Regions from separate parts of the Mus musculus genome. Here regions 2 and 3 are each linked to region 1. Evidence: chromatin contacts called from public ChIA-PET and promoter capture Hi-C data. All regions are on one chromosome and are shown on one strand. Each heading gives the region's core, a stretch centred on a gene start, on an enhancer-like site or on the middle of the called end of the contact. The rest is flanking DNA. Distances are from core to core; before and after follow the strand shown. Region 1 holds the start of Ccdc102a (coiled-coil domain containing 102A). Region 2 has its middle 20 kb from the start of 9330175E14Rik. Region 3 holds the start of 9330175E14Rik (RIKEN cDNA 9330175E14 gene).

Region 1 (4,295 bases), core at 968-3,467:
CACAGATGAGGGAGGCTAAAACCAGATTACCATTTCACTAGAGGTGCCTAGAAGAGGGTCAGTAACCAAACTTGGGAGATACAGGCTCTGCCACTTCCCAGAGTGAATTTAAGCCAACCAATGGGTTTCTGATATTCCCTGGGCTCATCATGACATGGTGGTAATGACGGCCAGTACAGAGTAGCTGCACAGCTAGGTAACTTAAGAGAGCCATCTAGCCTATATGGCCAGCATGTACTGAGTTCCAAGAGTGAGTGGCTCCCCTCATCTCATCCACCCTATGCAAAACACACACACACACACACACACACACACACACACACACACACACTACTTCCTCTCCAAAGAGAGAGGGCTCAGTTGCAATGAAGTCCAGTCAAAGGCTAACTATACCATAAGCCGGACCTCCATCACTTTCCCACCCTTTACCAGCTCCCAACACTAGAGAAAGAGCTCTGAGATCTTGGTTCAGAGCTGTCACTGCCAGGACATCCCTTCTCCCTGGGACATCTCACTGCTGTGAGATCCCATTCGAGTCAAAAGCCAATCTAAACTTTCATTTCCCCAGGTCTAGAAGGAAGTCTGTTTTTTCTTTTTGTCTTGTCATGAGTTCTCAATATGTGTATCTCACACATTCCCCCTGTACATGATGTAGAGGACAGCCAATGGAGGGTCTGCAGGCTAGTGATCTGTAGATGCTAACCAAAGTGCAAGCATTCCCACCCAAACTGGTCTTCTGCTGATTATAACAGCTGCCAAGCAAGCACCACTCACTACCTGCCCAGCACATGAAGGGGCAAGTGAAACTATAAAACTTGCAAAATCTGTGGGACTTCACAAAGTTGGTGGGGGTGGGGCAGAGAAGACAGCTGAAGACCACAGAGAAGGATGTGGGGGAAGTGTATGACATCAAAAAGATGTACTGAGTTCTCAGAATACTCAGTGGGGGGCTGGGGGTGGGGGGGAGATCTGAAGAAGTGGCTCAGTGGTTAAGAGTACTTAATGCTATTTCAAAGGGCCCCAGTTTAGTTCCCAGCACCTACATGGTAGCTCATAGCTATCAGTAACTTTAGTCTCAAGGGATCTGAGCCCCTCTTCTGACCTTGGAGGCCACCAAATACACACAGGATCCCCTTAAAGGGGGGAAGGTCAAAGGATCCTTGTTTTTGAAGAAGCCCTAGTTTGTTTGTTTGTTTGGTTTATTTATTTTTGTAAATCAGGGGTTTTCTACTAGCTCTGGTTCTCCTGGAATTCACTATGTAGATAGACCAGACTGGCCTCAAACTCCTGTGAGGCAGACATCTGCCTGCCTCTGTCTCTGCCTCCCTAATGCTGGGATTAGAGGCCCCAAGTGTTGGGATTAAAGGGGTGCACCACCATATCCAGCTAGCCCCGGTATTTTGGTAAAACAAAACAATCTCTTACAGCAAACCAATAATAGCTCAACTCCGTAAGGGGGGAAAAAAACCTTCAACATTCAGTATGTGATTCACTCTTCACAAACCACTATGCTCGTGACCATGATTAGAATTAAAACACTCTTAACCAAGAAGTATGTGATTCGTTTATCTTCATAATCTTTATCTTTTCTGGACAATAACCTAACCCAGCTTAGCTGCCCACGCGTTTTTGTGACTTTTGGTCCTGTCGGCAAGACAGACCAACCTCGAAGCAGGATGTGAAGGGGAGATACCATCTTGACCTTCTTCTTCCCTGACAAGACTACAGACACCCTATCCCAAAGAGAGAGAGAGAGAGAGAGAGAGAGAGAGAGAGAGAGAGAGAGAGAGAGCCTGAGCCTAATGGGTGTGTACAAGAAGGTCAGAGGGTTCTGCCAAGCACCATCGCACACCAGAGGGAAAATCTCCACAGTGGGAGTAGGTCCCATCACTCTCCTTTATAGGCCTGAAGTCGCTTTGTACAAAAAAGGGAAACCGAGGCCCAGTGAGGACATGGACTCTGGCCCAAGTCCAGTCGGTGTCAGCGCTAGCACTGGAAGTAATGCAGTTAACCAAAGTGAAGCTCCTCGTGGGTCATGGTGCCCACTCCTGTCCTGGATCACCTAGACCGTGGTTGGCGGGAAAGCCGAGGACGCGGATCCTGCCTGGGCGACCCCATGCTTGGGCGGGCCAGGGGGGTCCGGCTGCCTGGCCCCAACCCGCAGCAAACCGCGCCCCACGAGGGGCCCCCGCCCGCTCCCCTTCCCCTCCCCTGGCAGGAGGAGGAGACTTGGCGGCCCTCCCCCGGCCTCCCGACGGCCGCCGCAGCCAGCCCCGCGCCCGCTCCACCCAGAGCAGCAGTTCGGACGTCCGGAATCCCAGCCCCGGCCCGAGGTGAGTGGGGACGGCGGGGCGGGAGGTCATCGCGACAGGGTACTCGCTGCGGTCTCGGAGCCGCTCACGCGAGGGAAGAACTTTGCAGCGAGGGACAGGAGCCGGGGCGGCGCCCGCCGCACCCCAAACTTGAGTCCAACTTTTTAGTCCCACTTAGAGTCCCCCGGCCCGTCTCCATCCCCGTGGAAGCCGGGTCCCGTGGCGGGACAGTGGGGGAGGGGGCGCCCGTGGAATGCCGGCAGGGCCAGGAGGGGGGGGGATGGCAGGCGGGGGCGGAATGTGGAACTCTCCCGGGGGACCCAACGTGGTCACCATGGCGAGTGCCGGACGGACGGGTGGCACTGGCCAATCGGAGCACGGCTTTACGCCCAGACCCGTTGCGCTACCAATGGAAACCAAGCGGTGGGGTGGGCGGGACCGCGTCTTGCAGGACCGGACCCCCGCACCCCCTCCAGCCGCTAGGGGGAGCGGGGCTGGTGGCCCGCGAAGGGGCTACCAAGTAGGGACTGGGCCCTGGAAAGCTGAAAACTTAATTTCGGGAAGGAATGCGGGCAAGTGGGGCAAGGGCTTGATGCTAAGAGAAGGGAAGGGCTTCAGCAGCCCACTGCCCTGGTTGTGCCGAGGGGTAGCACTCTTCCTCATCCCGGGACTTCAGTTTGCGTAAGTGAATGTCCCTTATTCGGCCCGGATTACTGAGCTGTTGTAGGAGTACGATGAGTTCTTATTGGCAGAGTCTTACCCACCTGCTGGAGGAATTAGAAATCTTGTTGGTGCCTCTCAATACATAGGAAAACTGATGCTCAGAAAGGCCAGGAACCTGCACATACCACACGGTGTGTAATAGCAACGCTAGGGTTAATGTCTGTTCTATACGAATGTGCGATGCCAAGAGTTGCTAAGAGTCCTGGGGCTGGAGTAGGTGAAAGCTTCCACTCTTCCAAGTCATGTTTGTTTGGCGGGCCTAGTATCTGAAGATCTCCCTAGTAAGCGCTTCCAGGGGCATGGTGCTCTTCAGGTAGTCACGCATGACCCAGCCACAAGCTCTGTTCTAGCATAGAAACCCTGCTCTCCTCCCTTCCCCACCCCTCCGTTTCTTTCCTGGAGGTCCAGCAGCTGTAAGCTGGGCTCTCTCAGTATCCATGGTCAGAGGGACAGACAGCCCACAGTCTGCGGGCTGACCAGCCTTGGGCCCTGCACTTATCCAATCAGGCAGTCCCCTTGTGGTTTCCTGCTGGGCTCTAATCCCTACCCACAGCTAGGCCTGTGGCCCTGGGCTTACCCCAGAGTCCACCTGAAAGATTCTAAGAAGATACGGGAGAATTCTGAGCTGTGGAGGTCTTGGGTTCCCCATTCCCTCAGCTGGTCCCCATCCAGGGCTTAGTGTTTCTCATTCCTTGCAGTGGCTTCTGAGAAAACCAACCGAACCTCGAGGGCAGAATACAATGTTGAATATCTCCTCCCTCTCCCCATCAGAGAGTTCCTCTGGCAAGAGCTCAGACACCGGACTCTGACCTTGGCCACAGATGGGCTTAGACACCTACCTGTATTAGCGCCTGGCTGAAAACCAACTTCTGATTTTTAGGATGACACCGCTCTCCCAAACTCTGTCTGGTCACAAGAGGTCCCCCTAATAGGAGCTTTATCCATCTCCCATAGGCTCAGGACACATTCAGACAGCACATTGTTCAGCCCTGTTCAAATAGCTAACAAAATCAAGAAGCCTTTGAGAGCTTTTTAGAATGCACACTTCCTAAAGGAGAGGTTCACAACCTCACTAATGCCTCAACCCTTTAATTCACTTCCTCATGCTTTGGTGACCACCCCCCCCCCCCAGCCAGAAAATTATTTTTGTTACTTTATAGCCAGTTTTGCTGCTGTTATGAATCATAATGTAAATATCTGATTTGCAGGATGTCTGATTTGTGACACCCCCCCTCAAAGGGGTCGTGACCCACAGGTGGT
Region 2 (4,295 bases), core at 776-3,275, 500 kb after region 1:
CAGGTTCTTAAAAACACAATAAAGTTATGAAAGCAGAACAAGACAAAAGCCTGGGAACTTTTCAAAAGTCTGAAGGTCACATGCTCCATGGTCTGGAGATCAGTGGGAAAAAAAAAGAATGACGTTCCGATGAAGTCTGGAGTCACTAAGAGCTCAGCAGTGGTGATCTACAACCAACACAGCTTGTTTATGGAAAGATTAATACTGTACATTGGGTATGGAACATTTTGTCATGTCTTTGTAACTTTTATTCAAATCTAAAGTTATTAGAAAAAATTAATGAGTTGGGGCTAGCAAGATGGATCAGTGTGTATGTGAATTTCTCACCAAGCCTGACCACTGGACTTCAGTCCCTGGGACGCCCAGGGTAGAAAAAGAATTAGCTCTAAAAGTTGTTCTCTGACGTCCAGATATAGGCCATGGTGGACTGATGTGTGTGTGTGTGTCTGTGCACCCATACACGCTAACTGATTAAACTTTCCTTACATTCTTATTTACTTCATGTGTGTCCCCCACCTGCATGCTATGTGCATGTGTACAGATCAGAGGACGACTTACAGAAACTGACTTTCTCCTTCCACCATGCGGGTCACAGGAATTGAACTGAGTTATCTCTTTGGCCTGATAAAAATATTTTAAAGAAATTGCAGATACCTTTAAGCCCAGCACTTGGGAGGTAGAGGCAGATGGTTCTCTGTGAATACAAGGTCAACTTGGTCTACAGTGCAAGTTTCAGGATAGCCAGTGCTGCACAGAGAAACCCTATCTCTAAAAAACCCAATCACCATCACCACCACCACCATCACCACCACCATCACCATCATCATCATCACCACCACCACCACCATCATCATCATCGATAAAATGTAAAAATAAGGAGTTGGTTTGTTGTTGTTTTTAAGAAATGGGATTCCCCCAAAGGAATCCCATTCTAGACTTCATAGAGAGGTGTGGGTGTGGCCCCAGGTCTTGGTTTGTTTGTTTGTTTTTTCGAGACAGGGTTTCTATGGATAGCCCTGGCTGTCCTGGAACTCACTTTGTAGACCAGGCTGGCCTCGAACTCAGAAATACGCCTTCCTCTGCCTCCTGAGTGCTGGGAGGGACAGGTTTTCATTACTTTTGCCTTTAGGATTTTGTGGGGGTGTGTGGGAGGGTGCGGGTATTGTTTTGATTTGGGGGAATTTTTTTTTCAGTCAGGACTCCACTGTGTAGCTCAGGGTTACTTTTCTCTTAGCTCACAATCCTCCTGCTTGGCCTCCTAACACTGAGATTACAGGCATAGCCATCATGCCTCCTATCTTTAGAGTTTAGCGTATTAAAAACTATTAAGGAGACCTTGAAGAACACTGGAGACCAGACTGACCCTCGGTTTCTTGTTTACAACTATACTAGCTTCCAAGCTCCTGTTTCTAAGTGGATGAAACCCAGCCACTCAGAGGGAGTTTGGTACCTAGGATGGTCTTGCTTCATGTGGCTACTGACACAGGCGATGTCAGTGTGTGCTTGATCCTAAGTGCCACCCCAGACCTTACATGGGATTCTCATGACAAGCCCAGCACATATTCACTCTATGCTTCTTTCCTAAAACCTACAATGTGGGGGAACTGGAGATCTATGGTAGATGTGGACAGAGGCAGATGGTCTTAGACAGTGTAAGGGACCTGTCTCAGTGTTCCACTTAGAGGGACATTAGCAAGGCTGAGGCATCCTGTGGGCCTTCTCCTGGCTCACATCCCACGAGTTTGATGATCAGGAGCCACGGATAGGAAACAGTGAACCCCAGCAGAGGGAATGAAAAGAACAGGTAGACCCCGACAGCCGCTGGTACCCCAAAGCCTTGCACCCATCTCACCTCTTCAAAGGTGATTTTGCCCATCCGTCTGTGGGAAGAGAAATTCCATCAGTCCAGGAGAACTGACCACAACACCCTTGTTCTGGCAGGAGATTGTAGGCCTCCTCAGGCAGTAGACAGTGACCCAGCCTGGGCTGGTAAGGAAGTCACTGAACAGATGCTGAGAGACAGGAGTCATGTGACCGGGACAGCAGCCATCAGAGGGGATCAGGCTGACTGCAGTCCTGTGTGAGCAAGAAGCAGTTTGGAGTAGCTCAGGCTCTGGGCTGTAACCCTACACTAACTTAACAGTGACACAGCAAGAAGTTAGGACTTGGGCTGAAGAGATGGCTCAGCAGTTAAGAGTACAGGCTGCTCTTCCAGAGGACCCTGGCTTGATTGCTAGCATCCACATGGTGGTTCACAGTAGTCTGCAATTCCCGTGTCAAGGGATCTGAACTCCATGGGCACCAGGCATACATACGTTGCACATACAAACATGCAAGCAAAAACATTTATATGCATAAAATAAATAGACACCAAAAAAGTAAAAAGAAGTTAAGAGCCTTGACCCCTCAAGACTTCAGTTTTGTCATCTGTATGGGGGACAGCAAAAACAGTTGCTTTTCTGCTCACCTCCAGGGGTATGGAAGGGACACATTCACTTAGCTTTGTGGGCATCACTTTCCCGGCCTGTGAAATGGGGGTGACAACAGTGAGAATAAATGAGATCTCCCACATGCAGAGTCAAGAACTGGTCCTGCTCTATGGTGACCCAGCAGAGGTGTAATGAATAGAGGGATTTTTTTTTCTTTTTTTTTAGCCGTGCATGATGTTGCACAGCCTTTACATCCTTTAATCTCTGGAGGTAGAGGTAGGCAGATCTCTGCATTCAAGGCTATTCTGGTCTACAGATCGAGTTCCAGGACAGCCAGGGCTACAGAAACAAATGCATGCACATGTACATGCATGCACACATGCACAGGCACATGGGAGAGGGAGGAGGGGGAGGGGAGGGAGAGGGACAGAGAAGCAGAGAGAGACAGTACACAGGCACATGAGAGAGGGGGGGAGGGGGAGAAGGAGGGGAAGGGGAGGGAGGGAAGGGAGGGAGAGATAGAGACAGTGCACAGGCACATGAGAGAGACAGAGACAGACAGATTTTGGTTTTTTTTTTTTATTAATTAATTATTTATTTATTTGGTTTTTTGGAGACAGGGTTTCTCTGTATAGTTCTGGCTGTCCTGTCACTTTGTAGACCAGGCTGGCCTCGAACTCAGAAATCCGCCTGCCTCTATCTCCTAAGTGTTGTATTAAAGGCGTGCACCACCACACCCAGCTCAGAGACAGATTTTGACAGCCAGCTGTTGCTTCTAATGATATTTGTGGGGACATTACTAACTTCAACTATGACCAGAAGCTGGATTCAGCAGAAAGCCCAGCACACATGGTGTCTGGCAGCAAAACTCAACATCTATTAGGGAATCCCCAAACAAAAACGCACAATTGTAACCAAAGACTATGTGAAAGGAGAGAGAGACCAGGCTAGAGCACCAGAGTCTTAGGCGGGGAATCTGACACAGACTGGGAGTTGGGGGAGACCTACCCTGTAGATGGAAAAGAATCAGATGGGGAAGAGGCTGGGGGAAGACTTTGGGTGGAGAGAACAGAGTGAGCCACCCTGTGAGCGGGGCCACAGAAGGAATGTAGGTGGCAGGTCAGCTGCAGGACTGGATCAGTAGCCTCTCAACTGCACCGCTCAGCCAATGAGTGCTTTAGAAATGAAGAAATACACAGTGTTAGGTTCTGGAGAGCAGCTGAGAGGTGAAACTGTATGCAGCAAGCCTCTGTGACCCTGGAGAGGATGTGGCACCGAGGTGCAAAAGAGTTTTGATGTTCTCAGAAACCAGTGAGATATACAGCTGAAAGTAAGACATTTTCTGTTCGTGGAAAGAAGACCGAAAACTACCCTCGCTAAAGGAAACCACAAGGAGGTTTGGGGTGGTGTGTGTGTGTGTGTTTGGGGGTGTGTATAGATGAAAGACCCAAGTATGATGGTGTACACTTACAATCCCAGCTGAAGCGAGATCACAGCTTGGTGAGCAGCCTGGGCTATGGATAGAATCTGCGCTAACAGAAGTCATAGGGTGAAGCCCCAATCTCCGAACAGCAGCAGCAACAACAGCAGCAACACAAACGTTAAAATGAGCAAGGAGCAATCTCTGAACCCCAGGATTGAAGGATATATTTATAACTGAGTTTGACATAGGTCAGAGTTTCCCCGGCTGAATGTTTAACATAAAAAACACACCCAGCCACTGAACGTCTTACTGTCCCTGCCACAAATAAACGCAAAACCCTCTTCTTAGAAAATTTAGCTCATCTAGGGAGCAGAGTCTATGCACAGAAGATCCAAATTCCACTAAAGAAGACCTTAGAAGAATGATGGGCACACAGGGAGGCC
Region 3 (4,295 bases), core at 502-3,001, 480 kb after region 1:
TTCTCTGTGTAGCCCTGGTTGTCCTGGAACTCACTCTGTTGATCAGGCTGGCCTCGAACTCCCAAATCCACCTGCCTCTGCCTCCCAAGTGCTAGCATTAAAGGCTATCAACTACACTCACAGAAACATATTTGGTGAAGAGAGACGATGCTTTGCATCCTGAGAACACCTACAAAGAGGTTTTTGCTTGTCTTCTGTAGTAAGGATAGAACCCAGAATCTTCTGAAGCTAGGCAGATCTCTTGCCCTCTCAGCCGTGCCTTCCCCCAACACTTAAGTGTTTGCATCTCTTTTGCCACAATTCTCTGCTGGTGGTAGAGGAGAGATGCTGGGATGATGTATCAGATGTGGTTAAAAAAACAAAAGTTCCATCAAGCGCTGGCAGAAATGGCTTTTTATTTTTTTATTCTCTGCAGTCTGCATCCTCTGAGGATGCTAGTAAAGGGGCCTTCCTCTTTCCGATTGGGACACTTTGGTTGCTGGGATTTTTGTCTTTCAGCTTGTAGTTGCAGTCTCTGCCTCCCCAAGATGGCCGCCTTCCTGAGGTATCTATGTGGATATGCTGATCGCCTCTATTAGTGGGCAGAAGTCTTACTGGGCCCACCCTACAACCTCATCTTAAGTGTCTGCAGTCACCCTGTGTCCAAATAAGGTCACGTTCAGAGGCAGTGGGGATGTCTTCTTTACCCAACACACAGCACAAAATATGGGAGAAGAGAATCTACAGAGTTTTGTTGAACTCTTTCTAGAGGGAAGAGAGAAAGAGAGAGAGAGAGAGAGAGAGAGAGAGAGAGAGAGAGAGAGAGAGAGAGAGAGAGAGCACATAGACATTGACCAGGTACTGCTATCCTCGGGCTGGTCCGGGAACAGGTCTAGGCAGACTTTCCCAACCAAGTGCTTACTAGGCCTAAGCATACTTAGCTTCTGAGATCAGGCCAACCTGTGCTTTCTGGGCAGACCGGACTAAGCAGACTAAGGCACTAAGGCGTTCCCTTAGCTTCGGCATTTGTCCCATCAGGACCCCAGGCTCCTCACACTTGTGGCCGAGGCATTGTTTCTATTTCGTCTCACTCGATTCAGGAGATAAATTTTGAACATAATGTCTGTACTATAGATGGGGAACCAACCTTCCAAGATCTGAAATCGTAACTCATGGTCATGATGCACAGTATTGAGAGCACCCAGAGGTCCTATTCCAAGACAGATGGGCGCTGGTCCTGGAGGCAGGGCAGGCAAGGCATAATTGCTGGTGCTGGTCTGTGGACAGTACACCATGAGGGGCCTTATGAACTTCCAGTCACTCCCGCCCACTCTGTTCTCTGGTGGGAGCTCAGGCCTGGTGCCTTATTTTTGTGGCGCCGGGGACTCAAACCAGGGTCTGCCCTGTCTCTGAGCTACATCCCAGAGGGAACCTGGCAGGTTTCCGGGTTTCCTTTCTTTGCAAGAAAGCGATTCAGGAAGAGAAAGCTGCAGGTATGGCTCAGCTACACCCACCTTTGGTCATTTTCTAGCCTTTTCCCCCAATCATGAAGGTCAATTTTCAAAATACCTTTTCTGTATGAAGCCCCTCCCGCCCTTTTCAGAAGAATCCTGACAATATATACCAATAGTACTGAAGACCCAGAATTCTCCAGGAACCTCCCAGAGCTCCCAGCTCAGCTTTTCTGAGTGGAAAAAAAATGGTTTAAACCCCACGTGGCATTGTGGTAGGCCAGGGACAAAAGGCTGCCCAGGCTTACCCTTGTGACTGGAAAGTTTCAATGATCATTAGAAATACAGGTGATGGACATTCAAGAAACATCGTTCTCTTTTAAAACACAATATTCTGTTTTGTTTTTGTTTTTGTTTTTAAAGATCCCTGTCTTTTTGTACATTCCTTAATATCTAGTATTTGTTCCAACACAATGTTGGTAGCCAGAAGCCACCGACCTGAGGTTGGCAACTCTTAGAGAACGCAGCTTTCCTCTATAGAACAGCAAGTTGCTACGGTTCAGCCAAATTCTATCTGTCTAATAAAAGGTGGGGTTTTGTTTGTTTGTTTGTTTGTTTTGTTGTTTTGGCTGAAAATTCAGAATTATATGTAGCAAACAGGGCGGCTTCTGGATTATTATTAAAGCAAAGGCATTGAAAAGAAAAAAAAAAAAACAAGAAGAAAGTATGGTTGGGGGTGGGGGATGACAAGTGTGGCAGGCACCAGGAGAGGGGGCGCACAGACATACAAAGTTTTTTCCCAAACTGAGCCACTCCCTCCAATTTCTGTGGTCCCCAAATTACAGTGTCCGACTGCATTTTGCTAAGCCACCAGTACCCCAACCCACCCGGGCCCCTCAGTCCGTTTGTCTATCCACCTAGCCCCTGACACCCCCTCCTCTCTCTAGGCACAGATCTCCCTCCGCGCCCCGGCTTGGGCAGGTAACTCACCAGTTCAGCTCCCTCTCCACCGCGCTCTGTGGAAACTGAAAGTGGCCACTGAGCGGGCGCTGTTCGCTAGTTCATAGACTCTACTGCCGCTGCCGAGAAATCACGTGGATTCAAAGTGCCAGCCCCAGGGCGCGCGAGTAGCGTGCCCGGAACCCGCCGCGGCTTGGAGATCGCAGCGGGACATGCCTCTCTGACTACTGAGACTGGGTAAGGTGGGCATCTGCCAGGAAGTGGGTGGGGCCAGAGCGCAGCAGGACCCGCACAACCCTTCTTTCTACACTTCCCAGAGACGATGTAGGATGAAGGCAGGAGGAGCCACTGAGCAAAACTTCGTGGAGTTGGGTCCAGGGTCCAGTGGCGACAGCGGCTCATCACCTGAGACCTGACCTGGACAAGCGCGGCCTCCAGGTGTGTCTCTGCTGGTCCCTGGGTGCAAGGGTTGCCTAGGCTACAGAAGAAAGCTTGGTGCAGGGATAAGGGATGGAAAGAGGTGGGCGGTAAGAAAAGGACTACAGGGCCAGCGTCAGCCCTGGAAAGTTCCTGTCTCTGTTCCAAGTTCTACAACCTGCCCTGCCTCTTGTCTTTGTCCCAGAACAGGAGGCCAGGCTCCTCCTGAGGATGGTTTCTGTGACATCCCACAGTGAAGCAACTTTCCCAGAATGCTCTGGGGGAGGAATGGGGAGACAGTGCATTAGCACTGTAGGGCAGGGTCATCAGCACACCCATGACCCCCAAACCTCAGGCTCAAGTCCTCCTCTTAAGTGCTGGCTACATCACCTTAGGCCAGTGGTTCTCAGCCTTCCTAATGCTGGGACCCTTTAATACTGCAGCCTCACGCTGTGCTGACCCCCAACCATAACATTATTCTCGTTGCTACTTCATAGCTGTAATTTTGCTACTGTTACGAATCATAATGAAATCATTTGACTTGGCAGAGGTTGGGTCCCCCAGATTGAGAAACACTGCCCTAGACAAAAGTCTTGACTCTGAGTTTCAGTTCTGTCATCTGTCCTGAGGACCAGAGAAGGAGCACCTTCCAATTCCTTCAGAAGAAGTTAGAGCAGATGTGCTGTGTGCCCAAAACTCTTAAGAAATCCTTCTACGTTAGTCCCCTTCTTTGGATCTCAAATTCCTGTGACCTTCTAACCTCCTCCCTCCCGGGACCGAGCCGGAAATCTAGAAAGTTCTTGACAGGCAAGAGTGTGTGTGGGGGGGAGTCATTATTATTTTGACTGATTACTTATGTGTGACTCTTAGCTTTCCCAACCTTACCTGGCTCGCCTCTTACAAATAGATGCCTTGTTTTTAGCCAGCCTCCGTTTCCTATTGTCACATGGTGGAGTCCCAGCCTGTGGTACATGGTGGGCTGTCATCTGTTAGTGTGAGAAGAGTTACAGCCCAACAGTAAGGCTCACCCCATATTCTCCCAACCATTATGTGTTGCTGGACCTACATCCTTCCCTGCTGACAGAGGGCTTTCAGTGGACACAGACAAGTAGCCACCACCCAGAAAGACAAGCACGGGCCATATTTAGATGTACTTAAACCCACACAGCCCCATGAAGGATCCAGGCAGAGGTTAACATCTCATTAGATGTCTCATCCAGAGATGTCAAGGTCACACAATAATGGCAATGAGAAACACCGGATCGGAAACCCAGTTCCATGCCTGTTGTGGAAACAGGCCTGCCAATAAGGGTTCTGAGAGAACCATTTCCCCAGAGTTACCCTGTGTTCGGTCTGTGTTATGAAGGTATCCTATGAGCTCAGATGCTGCCATCTTCATGAGACTAGGACATTAGACCCTCTCCTGAGTTTCTGGCCACTCCTCCCAGTCACTTGTGTGCAATTCTGCCCTAATTGCATGAGGCCTCT

What was found. ChIA-PET counts read pairs in DNA pulled down with a chosen protein or histone mark. Capture Hi-C pulls out chosen DNA fragments and counts their contacts.
Region 2: a contact with region 1 is called in an RNA polymerase II ChIA-PET map of memory CD8 T cells, with 35 read pairs. The contact joins the enhancer-like site here to the promoter of Ccdc102a in region 1. A contact is called at or near these places in 4 of 39 promoter capture datasets (the C10 cell line, embryonic stem cells, pre-B cells and 1 more) and 1 of 115 datasets of contacts at active chromatin or transcription factors (memory CD8 T cells).
Region 3: a contact with region 1 is called in a promoter capture Hi-C map of adipose tissue. The contact joins the promoter of 9330175E14Rik here to the promoter of Ccdc102a in region 1. A contact is called at or near these places in 4 of 39 promoter capture datasets (the C10 cell line, embryonic stem cells, pre-B cells and 1 more), 1 of 115 datasets of contacts at active chromatin or transcription factors (memory CD8 T cells) and 2 of 9 other capture datasets (adipose tissue and liver).

The regions. Positions count from the first base shown.
Region 1 is chr8:94,916,020-94,920,314 of GRCm38.p6, reverse strand. Ccdc102a (coiled-coil domain containing 102A) reads left to right here and starts at 2,217. Exons shown (of 9, transcript NM_001033533.3): 1 at 2,217-2,333.
Region 2 is chr8:94,413,166-94,417,460 of GRCm38.p6, reverse strand. No RefSeq gene overlaps it. Among named protein-coding and RNA genes, the nearest start is that of 9330175E14Rik, 20 kb to the left of the region's middle. Within about 2 kb of position 2,025, at least 35 of the 459 cell types and tissues checked have an H3K27ac peak or open chromatin away from gene starts, as enhancers often do. A contact at or near this core is called in memory CD8 T cells, where this site is marked.
Region 3 is chr8:94,432,559-94,436,853 of GRCm38.p6, reverse strand. It overlaps 9330175E14Rik (RIKEN cDNA 9330175E14 gene), which reads left to right and starts at 1,751. Exons shown (of 3, transcript NR_015514.2): 1 at 1,751-2,018; 2 at 2,378-2,627; 3 at 2,708-3,727. It also overlaps a transcript of Nlrc5 not described here.